Regions from separate parts of the Astyanax mexicanus genome. Here region 2 is linked to region 1. The links are chromatin contacts, called in public Hi-C maps. All regions are on one chromosome and are shown on one strand. The core of a region is the stretch at or near the end of the contact, and the rest is flanking DNA. Distances in the headings are between cores, read along the strand shown.

Region 1 (5,298 bases), core at 1,645-4,144:
TAAGTAGTTACAACACATAAAATGTATACTACTCATTGTTTTCTCCATTAGTTAGCATTACCATATTATCATATCTAATAAAATAATATATATATATATATATATATATATATATATATATATATATATATATATATATATTATTATTATTTTTTTTTTTTTTTTTAATGATTATTTGATTGGATGAATGTATAGTATTTCCAGTAAAGTGGACCGTGAACATATACATATACAAAGCTCCTTTATAAAGGGGTTATAAACAGTCTATGAGGAAGTCTAATAATGGTTAATAATTAGGTTGCAAATACTTTATAAACCATTAACTAAGTAAGTAGTTACAACAAATAAAACGTATCATACTCATTGTTTTCTCTATTAGTCAGCATTCACATAATATCATATCTAATAAAATAATATATAAAATTATAAATAGTCTATGAGGAAGTTTAATAATGGTTAATAATTAGGTTGTAAATTCTTTATAAACCATTAAAGTAAGTAAGTAGTTACAACACATAAAACATATTCTACTCTTTGTTTTCCCCATTAGTCAGAATTAACATAATATCATATTTAATAAAATAATATAGAATTTTTTTTTTTATGATTCTTTATGATTGGACAAATGTATAGAGTCGAGAAAATAGGAGAGATAGACAGAAATAGAGGGAGAGAAAGAAAGAGAGAGAGAGAGAGAGAGAAACGGGAGCTCAGATTAGATGGTTACGTGGTGTTTTTTTGTTTCTTTTTTTTCCTCCTCTGGTATATCCTGTCCTACTTTCCTCCTTTTCGATGCCCCCTTCAACAAATCCCTCCTTACATAACCACTATAATCAGCTGAGTAGCTGAGGGGACAGAGTGCATTGAAAAAGAGAAAGAGAGAGAAAGAGAGAGAGAGAAAGACAGAAAGAAAGAAAGAGAGAGAGAGAGAAACGAGAGAGCAAGTCTCTGGCGCACTCGCCGCTCTGGGCCAGGAAAAAGGAGGGAAAAAAGGCGTAGGAAAATCCTGCCCTACTTTCGCGAGCCAAACAGGCACGAAACGAGTGCGTGGTGTGTCAGAGCAGGGAGGGGAGGGTGAGAGGTGGGAGGCAGAGTTATCGCCCGGATTCTAGGGCAGTTTTGAAAGCCTGTTACATAACCAGCCTTCTTTTCAGGTTAAACTCACTCACACTCTCTCTCTCTCTCCGGGCTCTGGAGAATCCAGCACAGACGTACACTGCGGTGGAGAATGCGGGCTGAAGGGACGGGTTTAAAGAAAAAAAAAAAAGACACAGGCTGTTCCAAATCATTCCCGATCTCGATCCAACGCGCCATAAAACGAACACTAGTCTCTGTGACCGTCTGACCGTGACCGCATTTCGCTTTCCAAGGAAAGAAAACTCAATATCGGTCTCTTACAGGGAACCGGGTGAATAAGCCTTTAGAGAAAAAGGAGCATCAATGAAGTTAATTCAGCGAGGCATACAGTCAGAGATCAGAGATCGCTCAATCAGATTAGACTCTGCGCCGCGGATCAACAGACATTGCATAAGACACCACCAGTTAATAATGTTATTGAGTTCAATCCCGGCGAACTCGTGACCATCTCTGTGAGTAAACAACAACAACCACCCTCCATGACCAGCCATAGAGATGGAGTCAACTCCTCAGCGCCTGACCAGCAGATCAGCACAGCAGATCACGTCACAATGACCAAAAAAAAAAAAAAAAAACAACAGTTCAAAACAAGTACAAAATTACAAATGATTCAGTATTATTATCCATGAGTCACGCCAAGCTAATAATGCTAATAAAGCTAAAAAAAAAAGCCAGTTGAATAATAAAATAAATAAGCAGAGCTGAGACTATTATATATCAATGTCAACACTTATTGCCCAAGATCTGTGTTGTGTTCATTTCCAGATTCCTTACAGTCGTGTGGAAAACAAGCAGCTCAAAGGTCATGTTTTGTTGATTTAAATGAACAAATCATTTACTGAAGCTTACATATACACTGCCTGACCAAAATGCGGCACTGTGCATTCACTGTAGCATTGTTTCTATAAGCTTCTGCAATGCCATAATTTGGACCAATTTTTCATCAAGATCTTTGATGAAGCAGCATTGATGATGGTAGAGTCTGACCGCTTCACAAAGCAGCGCTTCTCCATCCAGCACATCCCAAAGATTCTTAATGAGGTTAAGATCTGGACTCTGGATTTTTAGCCGACACTCTAGGATTCTTCCTCACCTCATTGATCATTCTGCGCTGTGCTCTTGCAGTCATCTTTACAGGACTTTACCACGCCTATGGAGAGTAGATCGAGTAACAGTGCTGAACTTTCTCCATTTGTAGACTGTCTGTCTTACAGTGGGCACATGAATATCAAGGCTTATAGATATACTTTTGTAACCCTCTTTAGCTTCATGCAAATCAACAGCAAACTCAAAACTAAAGTGTGTGTGTTATTATTTTTTTTTTTTATCCATTCTCATCACATCCTGGCTCCAATTAGCTCTTAGAAAAGTCGTTAGCCTGGGGGTTCACATACTTTTTCTTGCAACTGTGTGTATGAAAGGTGCTATACTTAAAAAAAATTTAGTCCTCCTATAGGTATCGAATAGTAGCTTGTTGCTCTGTCGTCTGGAAGCTTAAAGGCAGGGCCAGGAAGCTTGATTTTTTTTATTTCTTTATCTTTAACATGTTCAGACCCATGGTCAGATCTTGATCTGTGAGCGTCTCATCCTTCCTGGGTGAAAGGGACACGGCTGTACGTACACTCTGCTCTCAATTAGTTAAAAAAAAGATCACAACAGCTAGCTGCTCACAGGATATGAACGTGTGTGTGCTGTGTTTATTAACAGCATCCAGTACTCAGACATGTACCTACTGAAAGTCTGCCCAGTGAGTGAAGGGTCACAGAGAGGCTCTGCAGATCACCTTAACAAGGGCTGCAAATGCTCTTAGCACGTATGACGCATATCGAGCCTACAACACCTTTTCAAGCAACCGGCACGTCTTTAAAATAAAACTGCAGGTCTTGCAGGTTTTCATGAACTCCAGGAAACGATTTAGCTTATTTCCCAAAATCCCCTGCTTATCTCCACCTGTCTGTAGAGTTGTCAATCCTTTGTACATGTGTCTAATCCTTTGGACTATCCCACTATCCTTCAATATGCTGTAAGAAAATATTTGTATTTGATTTTCTATCATTCTATTAATTTCTGATGTTTTAGGTTTTCATAATTGGTATTGATATATTTAGGCAGGTATTATAACCCCTGCCCCTCCCATCAAAATCCCACTTATTCTGAACTGACTTCAAAACTTCAAAGCCCTACCTTTTTATAGGAAACCTAGTTTTGCATGCGTACTTGCTAACTGCTAACAATAAATGAAAAAATAAAAGCCAGAGAAGAACAGGACTACTGTTATGCTAAGAAAGTGTACTTCAAACATTCACTGCTGGCCATATCAGCAGTTCTGAGAAAAGTGTTTCAGACATGGAGCGTGAAATTCTGTGTTAAATGGGCTATTTTTCATAGAAAAGCTAATTTTGCTCATTTGTTTACATTATAAGCCACAGCAACAATTCTGAATAGAGTTTTCAAATTTTCAGCAGGAGATGTATATATGTTTCATTACTACAAACAAACACATTTCTATTAATGTATTAACCCTTTCAGACCTGAATTATCTTCAGTGATAGAAAGATAATGTAAGAATGTTTTTGTCTGTAATGCACAGAACAGATGACTCTGTTATTCTACAATATAATCTAAATAGACAATAAATTTAATTAACTAAAATATTTAATTGTTTTTCCCCCAATGCATTGAAAGCCTGAGTGTAGTATTTCTATATTTTATATTGACCTTTTTATTTCATAAACCATCGCTATACAGTAAGAAAAAAAGCATGATTAAAAGGTGTTTTCAATCACCTAATTAAATCAGTAAAAATAGCCTTAACATTGCCTTAATGGCTCTAGTACTGCAGGTTTCCCAGTGATTTCCCAGGGGGCGTGGCCAAGCTACTGCTTTATTGGTTAAAAACTTGTTCACTGGCTGGTTCATGGTTTATCCTGATGGACAACAGCCCTCAATTAGGGTTTTGTGCAACACATTTTAAAAATATTTAAAAATAAAGAAATACATGATGTCCCGGTCTAAAGCGTTGCCACTAAGAGCGGGAGGTCGCCGGTTCGACAATACTGCATCAGCAGCTCAAAAAGAAGCGGTGTCTGACTTCACATGTATCGGAGGAAGCATGTGTTAGTCTTCACCCTCCTGGTGTGTTGGGGCATTACTAGTGATAGGGGGGGTCTTAATGTGTGGGTTGGGTAATTGGCCGTGTAACTTGGGGAGAAAATGGATAAAATTAGAAACAAAATATAAAAAATATATATATATATATGATTGAAGGTTTAATGGATCTTTAACAATGAATGAAATCCAGAAGACAGCAGATCTATTGTTATGGTAACAAGTTCATAATATTCATAATAAGGCAATTTTTTCTACTAATATTTGCTAATTACTTACTATAAATGAAAGCCAGAGAAGAGCATGACTATCATTATGCTAACATGTTCTCGCTAACTAGTTCCAATATTGATTATTAGTCAAAACGGCAATTTGGAGTGAACGACTCCAGGTGTGGAGCAGCTGGACCAGCATTGATAGATGGGTGTGGTGGTTGTTATCCTTAAACAAGTGCCTGCATATACAGGGAATCGGGTCAGGCAGTCAGTCACAGTCTCCTCTAGCTCTCTCTGTATCTCTCCACTGTCTCTGTCTATCTCTCTCTGATGCGCTTACCCCACCCTGACTATCTCACAGTCTCTCTCTCTCTCTCTCTCTCTCTCTCATCCTGGCTCCTGGCATCAACAAGGGGATGTTACATAAGATCTATTTATAAGCACTCGGCTCGCCTGCCTGGCTCACGGCGGCACAGAGCTAGCAGCCGCCGCTCCGTCAGCCCCGTAACCACGGGAACCTGCTCGCCGAGCCGAGGGATGCTGGTGGAGTGGGCGGATGTGCGGCATGTCCTTCGCACTGTAACTACATCCTGAATAACACAGCTGTCACTCAACACAGCCGGAGAGCGCGCTGGTGGCACCAGAATCTCTACAACACACACACACACTCCCACACACACTCACTCCCACACACACACACACACACTCATTTCATATCTACTGAAGCAGCTGAGGACCACACACACAAATACACACACCTCATAGATTAAGTCTACTGGTGTTATCTTACCACAGAATACTTGGAACCCAAATATTATATAAGCTACTTCTGGCAGAG
Region 2 (5,298 bases), core at 1,931-4,430, 93 kb before region 1:
GTTTTTTTTTTTGTTTGTTTTTTTTGGAGGGGTGGGGGGAGGCTGGTGGGCAGCGGCGATGGAGATGAAGACCGAGCAGATGTTCATCATCATCATTATTATAGTTGTTCCCCCTCTTACAGCTCTTACAGTGTTAACCCCTCCATCCTCTTTCAACACCATTCCAAGACCATTCGTTCAGAGGGTGGGCTGGGGGTGTTTTTATTTATTTATTTATTTATAGTTAGTTAGTTCAGTCTTTGGTTTCCAGGTTTAAGGGGGGCACCTGTTTCAGGGCCTGAAGGAGAGCAGGAGAGTCCATAGGGGTCTGAGGGGCAGCCGGGGAGGCTACTCTCGGAGACATGACCAGTGACGAGGGCAGTTTTTCAGGAGACAGCCCAGCCGTGGAGCCCCCGATGCCCGGGTACAGCACAGGCATGCCCCCTGGGTACCAGCACTTCTCCAGCATGGGCAGGTAGGCGGCAGCAGCTGCCGCTGTGGGGGGGATGAGGTAGAAGGGCATGCAGAGCGGCGGCTGGTGGGGCGAGAAGCTCACGTACCCGCCGTGCGACTCGTGACCCGACAGAGACTCGTCCTCGGACGAATCCGACCTGACCCGCTTGGCCTGGGGCTCGTCTCGCTCCTCCTTGATGCTGCCGTACCGGCCGTGCTTCATCTCTGCGGCGTCTTTGCTGTAGTAGCTGATTCTCTGGCCTTTGGAGTCTCGTTTGTCCAGCTCGCCCCCGTAGCCGCTGTCTGTGTCTGTGTCGCTGCCGCTTTGTTCGCTGATCTGGGGGTTGTACGTTCTCTGAATGACCGGGACACAGTTTTTGGCGTGGCCCTCCGGCGAGCAGGGCTGGGGAGCAGCTGCCTTCTCCCTGGCCTCTTGACCCTTGCGACCAGGCGAGGGCGTGTCCAGGCGGGGGCTGGCTGGACGCTGCAGGAGCTCAGCAGCCACTTTGTGCAGGTGGTTGACAACGTGTGTTGGGGTCAGGTCCCGTGTGCTTTCCAAGCTGGCCAGATACTGGAGTACCTCCTTGGCACAGAGATGGAAACCGGAACGGAACATCTCTTCGCTGTTTTCTGAGCTGCCATTGCTCTGATCACCTGCAGAACAGATAGAAAAAAAGTAGAGCATGTGTTAATAATAAGTTGAGAGAAAGATTTCAGGATGCAGGTTGCATCAAAAACATTGGACTGATGTGAACTCATGCACAAGAGAGAACAAACACAAGTGACAGAAGTTCTGAGAACAGATCGCCGTGTTACTCAGAAAGCAGGAAAGCAGGAAAACGGCTTTACATGAAGTGTTTATTTTAACTTACCAATTTGCATTCCGCTCTGCAATGAAATGATCTGCTGCTGCTGCTGTTCCAGAAGGCCGTTGAGGGCTTTCACATGCTTTAACGTGAGCTCCAGCACCACGGCCTTCTCCAAATGGCCCAGCGTCTAAAAGAGGAAGCACTCAGATAAGCATGTTGATCTTTCTTATGTAACGCTCCCTCAGCTGCCTCGCCGAGGACAAACTCTCCGCCAGGCGAGAGCGACACTGAGACGCAGCGGGCATTGCAAAACATCTAACAAACCTAAAGCCTAAGCTTAGACTTGTTAAAAAACATTTCAAACTGTTTTAGTTCAGTTGAGATTCTACAAATTATATTTAAACTTTTTTTAAACTTCATGAGCATGCAAACTCAAAACTTGTGCTTGTGCATGCACCATCCTGTAAATGTATCACGGTCAAGCAAGTCAACCGCAATGAATAGCCAAGCGAATAGATAACAAATGAGTATACTAAACAGTCAAGTCAATAAATGCTTCGAATGCACGTCACAGCACAAAATAAAAGTGTGAAAAATAAGAAAACTCCTCCAGGTCAACCACCAGAGGACGCTTTAGAGCTCTGGTGCTCCACACACTCACTCCAATCCACTCCCACAGAGCTATACTTACAGTGAGTTTAAGGTGTTCAGGGAGCAAATCCTTCAGCTGAGCGATGCACTCGTTTATTCTGTCACGTCTCTTCTTTTCAATCAAGCGATGTGGCAGCTTGTACGTATCCTGTGGTGAACAAACAAGAGCATGTTCATTTTATAATGTTTAAATTAAAACTAGAATTAAAAGTTTACTAAACTACTATTCAAAACTTTAAAACATTTAAAAAACGATAAGCTCTAGCTGTGCAGCTTGCATGCGTGGGGCATGGACAGATAGATAAATAAATAAATAATCAATCAATTCATTCATTCATTAAATGCATATACAGGAACTTTTTTCTACAAGTGTAATGTTGTGAGCTGCACAAATGTATTAATATTTTATTTTGTTTAATTCCTTCAATTATAAATATTTCTGTATGTTTTAATGAATATTATTAACTAAATTAATAGCAGTGTACAATGTGTATAATATATATATATATATATATATATATATATATTCACCCATATATTTGATTGTTTTTTAAGTATTTACCTTGCTGTCGTCTCCTCGTTTCATGCCTCTCCGAGGTTTGTACACATACATTGGGAAATCCATTCTGAATAAGATTTGGAAAAGGGGAGAAATAATGAGAAAATAATAAAGAAAAAGTTAGTAAAATGACATTAAGTTGTATTTTTAGAAATATATGTTATAAGACTTGTTTTTCCCTATTTTAAAACAGATTAAAATGATTTAAGTTGCCTAGAAAGCCTGTGAGTCCAAATCCGTCCCGGGATTTCGCTCCAAGCTGCAGCAGAGCCGCCCAGGCAGTTGGAGCGAAATCCAGGGGCGAATTCCTACTCAGAGGACCTGAAATTGCCCCATTTCCAGCTACTTACCCCGGCATATCTGAAATATCCATAGAGGGGTGTTTGGTCATACACGGTGGAGGCTGTGCGCTTGTAATCCTTTCCATTTCGTCTCGTTTACGCGTAAAATAACGCAGGAAAAAACGATTTCTAACGAAAATGAAGCCGAAACAGCTTTTAAATGCTCATAAATTGCCAAAAACGAACTTGTTCTCAAAGAAATCCGCAGGGAAAGTGCATAACGTCCTTGCGTAAAGGTGGTTTGTCGTCAACTCAGACAGTTTTGAAGCTCCTCTCCTGTTAAATGTTTGTGTGAGAGTGTGTATGAAGGAGGAGTGTGTGTGTTGTATCTAGAGCTATATGTGTGTGGGAGGGTGAACTGGACTAGCTACGTGTTAAATAAAAAACCCTGTGACTACAGACACGTCTCTCTCTCTCTCTCTCTCTCTCTCTCTCTCTCTCTCTCTCTATCCCTCCCTCCCTCTCTCTCTCTCTCTCTCTCTCTCTAAACTGACCTACCTCCGTCACATGAGCCTCACGTGTTGGACGGCGCTGTTCCCCCCGCCAGTTCTCAGGACACTTCTTTTGTTATTCCCACCCGTTTTTCGGCACGCCCCGCCCCTAGCTTCTCCCGATTGGCCAGCGTAATCCCATTCAGTCCGTTCAGCCCGCCAATCGCAGATCAGCAGCGCGGAGAGGCACGGGTGGGCGGGGCTAAAGGATAGAGAAAAAAAGAAAACGTTCCAGAAGGTCCCCAGCCTGTGTCGCGTGTACCACCACGCGCTCTCTCGCTCGCTCGCTATCGCGCGCTCGCTCGCTCTCACACAGCGAGTCAAGCGCGCGCGAGCGCCGCTTACTACACAACAACAAGAACACGCACAAGAACACGCGCAGCGATTATTTCGTGTTTTTTTTGTATTTTGTTTTGCTACTTTAATCATGAACAGCAGAAAATAGATAGATGGAGACAGACAGACAAACGGAAGAATAAAAATAATAATAACAATTATAATATGCATATTTAGCATGATTTACAGCAAATAGTGGCTTACTTAGATAGACAGACACAGTTGGATTACAGATAAATACATAGACTGTTAGATAGACAGATTTTTTGTTTTTTTAATAATAAAAAATGTGTTTTTAGTTTATTATAATAGCAACAATAACAATAATATGCTTAGCATGATTTGCAGCATTATTTACAGCATATAGTGGTTACTTGGATAAACACAGTTTGATTATAGATAGATCGATAGATAGACAGACATAAATATTGTTATAATAAAATGTTTTAGTTAATAATAACTAACATTTAATAAAATGCTTAGAAGGATTTGCAGTATTATTTACAGCATGTAGTAACGTATGCAGACAGACTGACAGACAGTTGGATATAGATGGATGGATAGAAGTACAGACAGACGATTGGATGTCTCTCTCGCGCATGAGTCCACACGTGCTACTTACTACATAACAAGAACACAAACACGGATTATTTGGGGGGGTTGGGGGGGTTAATAAAAATGTGTTTTAGTTGGATTGTTTTTTAAATGATAGACAGACATGCAAAGTAATAATTCAATTGGTTCTTTTTTCATATTGCTTTACATCATTAGATACAGAACATAGCATATACTGGTTTATAACATGTTTAGCTTTAGATTAAATGGACATTTTTCTCATCTGAACCAGGATGCATTGATTTGGGCTGTGCATGAAAACTGATCCCCTGTCAGTGTCATGTAAAATGGGTGTTTAGGACTTAGTCAGTTTGAGGAGCAGCCCAGGGGTCAGATCAGTGTACCACGAGAGAAGGTGTAATAAGATGAAACCAGAGGTCAGACCACAAATTCTTTAAAACACACCACTCTCTAGCACTCTGTACACTCCTATTCTATTCTATTCTGTTCTATTCTATTGGCAGTAGTTCTCTATAAGAGCTAGACCAATTGTGTGCATTTGCACCGCTGTGTCAGCAATAGGTGCAACTTAAAATATGTTAATGCATTTATCAGAAGGGTTGTCAATTTGGAGTAGATAGACAGACGACAGACTTCCACAGACACTAAACAAGCTTTGTGTGTGCATTTGCACATCTGTGTCAGCAATGGATTAAGTGTAAGATTATCGATAGATATCAGAGCTCGCGCTGTGTGATTTAATAGGTGATCAGACTGGTGATTCATGCTGATGAGCGCAGGACCGAGGCTCGTGCAGGCTGTTGTTGTTGTCCAGGTCCAGCTCGTGCACTCACCGTATCACCGACACCGCTCTCGGGCACGTGCGGCACCACACTCTCTTTTCTGTGCCGCGCGCGCGCTCTCCCGCTCCGGTCACGTTGATCTGCTCATGGCGCGGACTGAAATCCCGCCGCTGACGTCACACAGCCAGAGCGCGCGCCCTTTTACTTATATCATTATTTATTATTAACCGGGTGGCGGCGGGACACGCGCGCGCCTGATCGAGTTTTTTTTGCGGGGGGGGTAAACAGCGGTCACGTGATGTTTATTTTCTGGGTGAAGCA

The links. A called contact is a pair of places that touch in the nucleus more often than the background predicts.
Region 2: a contact with region 1 is called in a Hi-C map of muscle, with 9 times the contacts expected there. The contact joins the promoter of bhlhe40 here to the enhancer-like site in region 1. A contact is called at or near these places in 2 of 3 Hi-C or Micro-C datasets (both in muscle).

What each region holds. Positions count from the first base shown.
Region 1 is chr24:28,922,662-28,927,959 of AstMex3_surface, reverse strand. All of the region lies in intron 41 of itpr1b (inositol 1,4,5-trisphosphate receptor, type 1b), which reads right to left. Among protein-coding and RNA genes, the nearest start is that of bhlhe40, 93 kb to the left of the region's middle. Within about 2 kb of position 2,894, the one cell type or tissue checked has an H3K27ac peak away from gene starts, as active enhancers do.
Region 2 is chr24:29,016,147-29,021,444 of AstMex3_surface, reverse strand. bhlhe40 (basic helix-loop-helix family, member e40) reads right to left here and starts at 3,180. Exons shown (of 5, transcript XM_007254553.4): 1 at 2,802-3,180; 2 at 2,455-2,518; 3 at 1,933-2,040; 4 at 1,305-1,428; 5 at 1-1,086. The coding sequence starts at 2,878. The coding sequence ends at 233. All of the region lies in intron 2 of LOC111195404 (a long non-coding RNA gene), which reads left to right.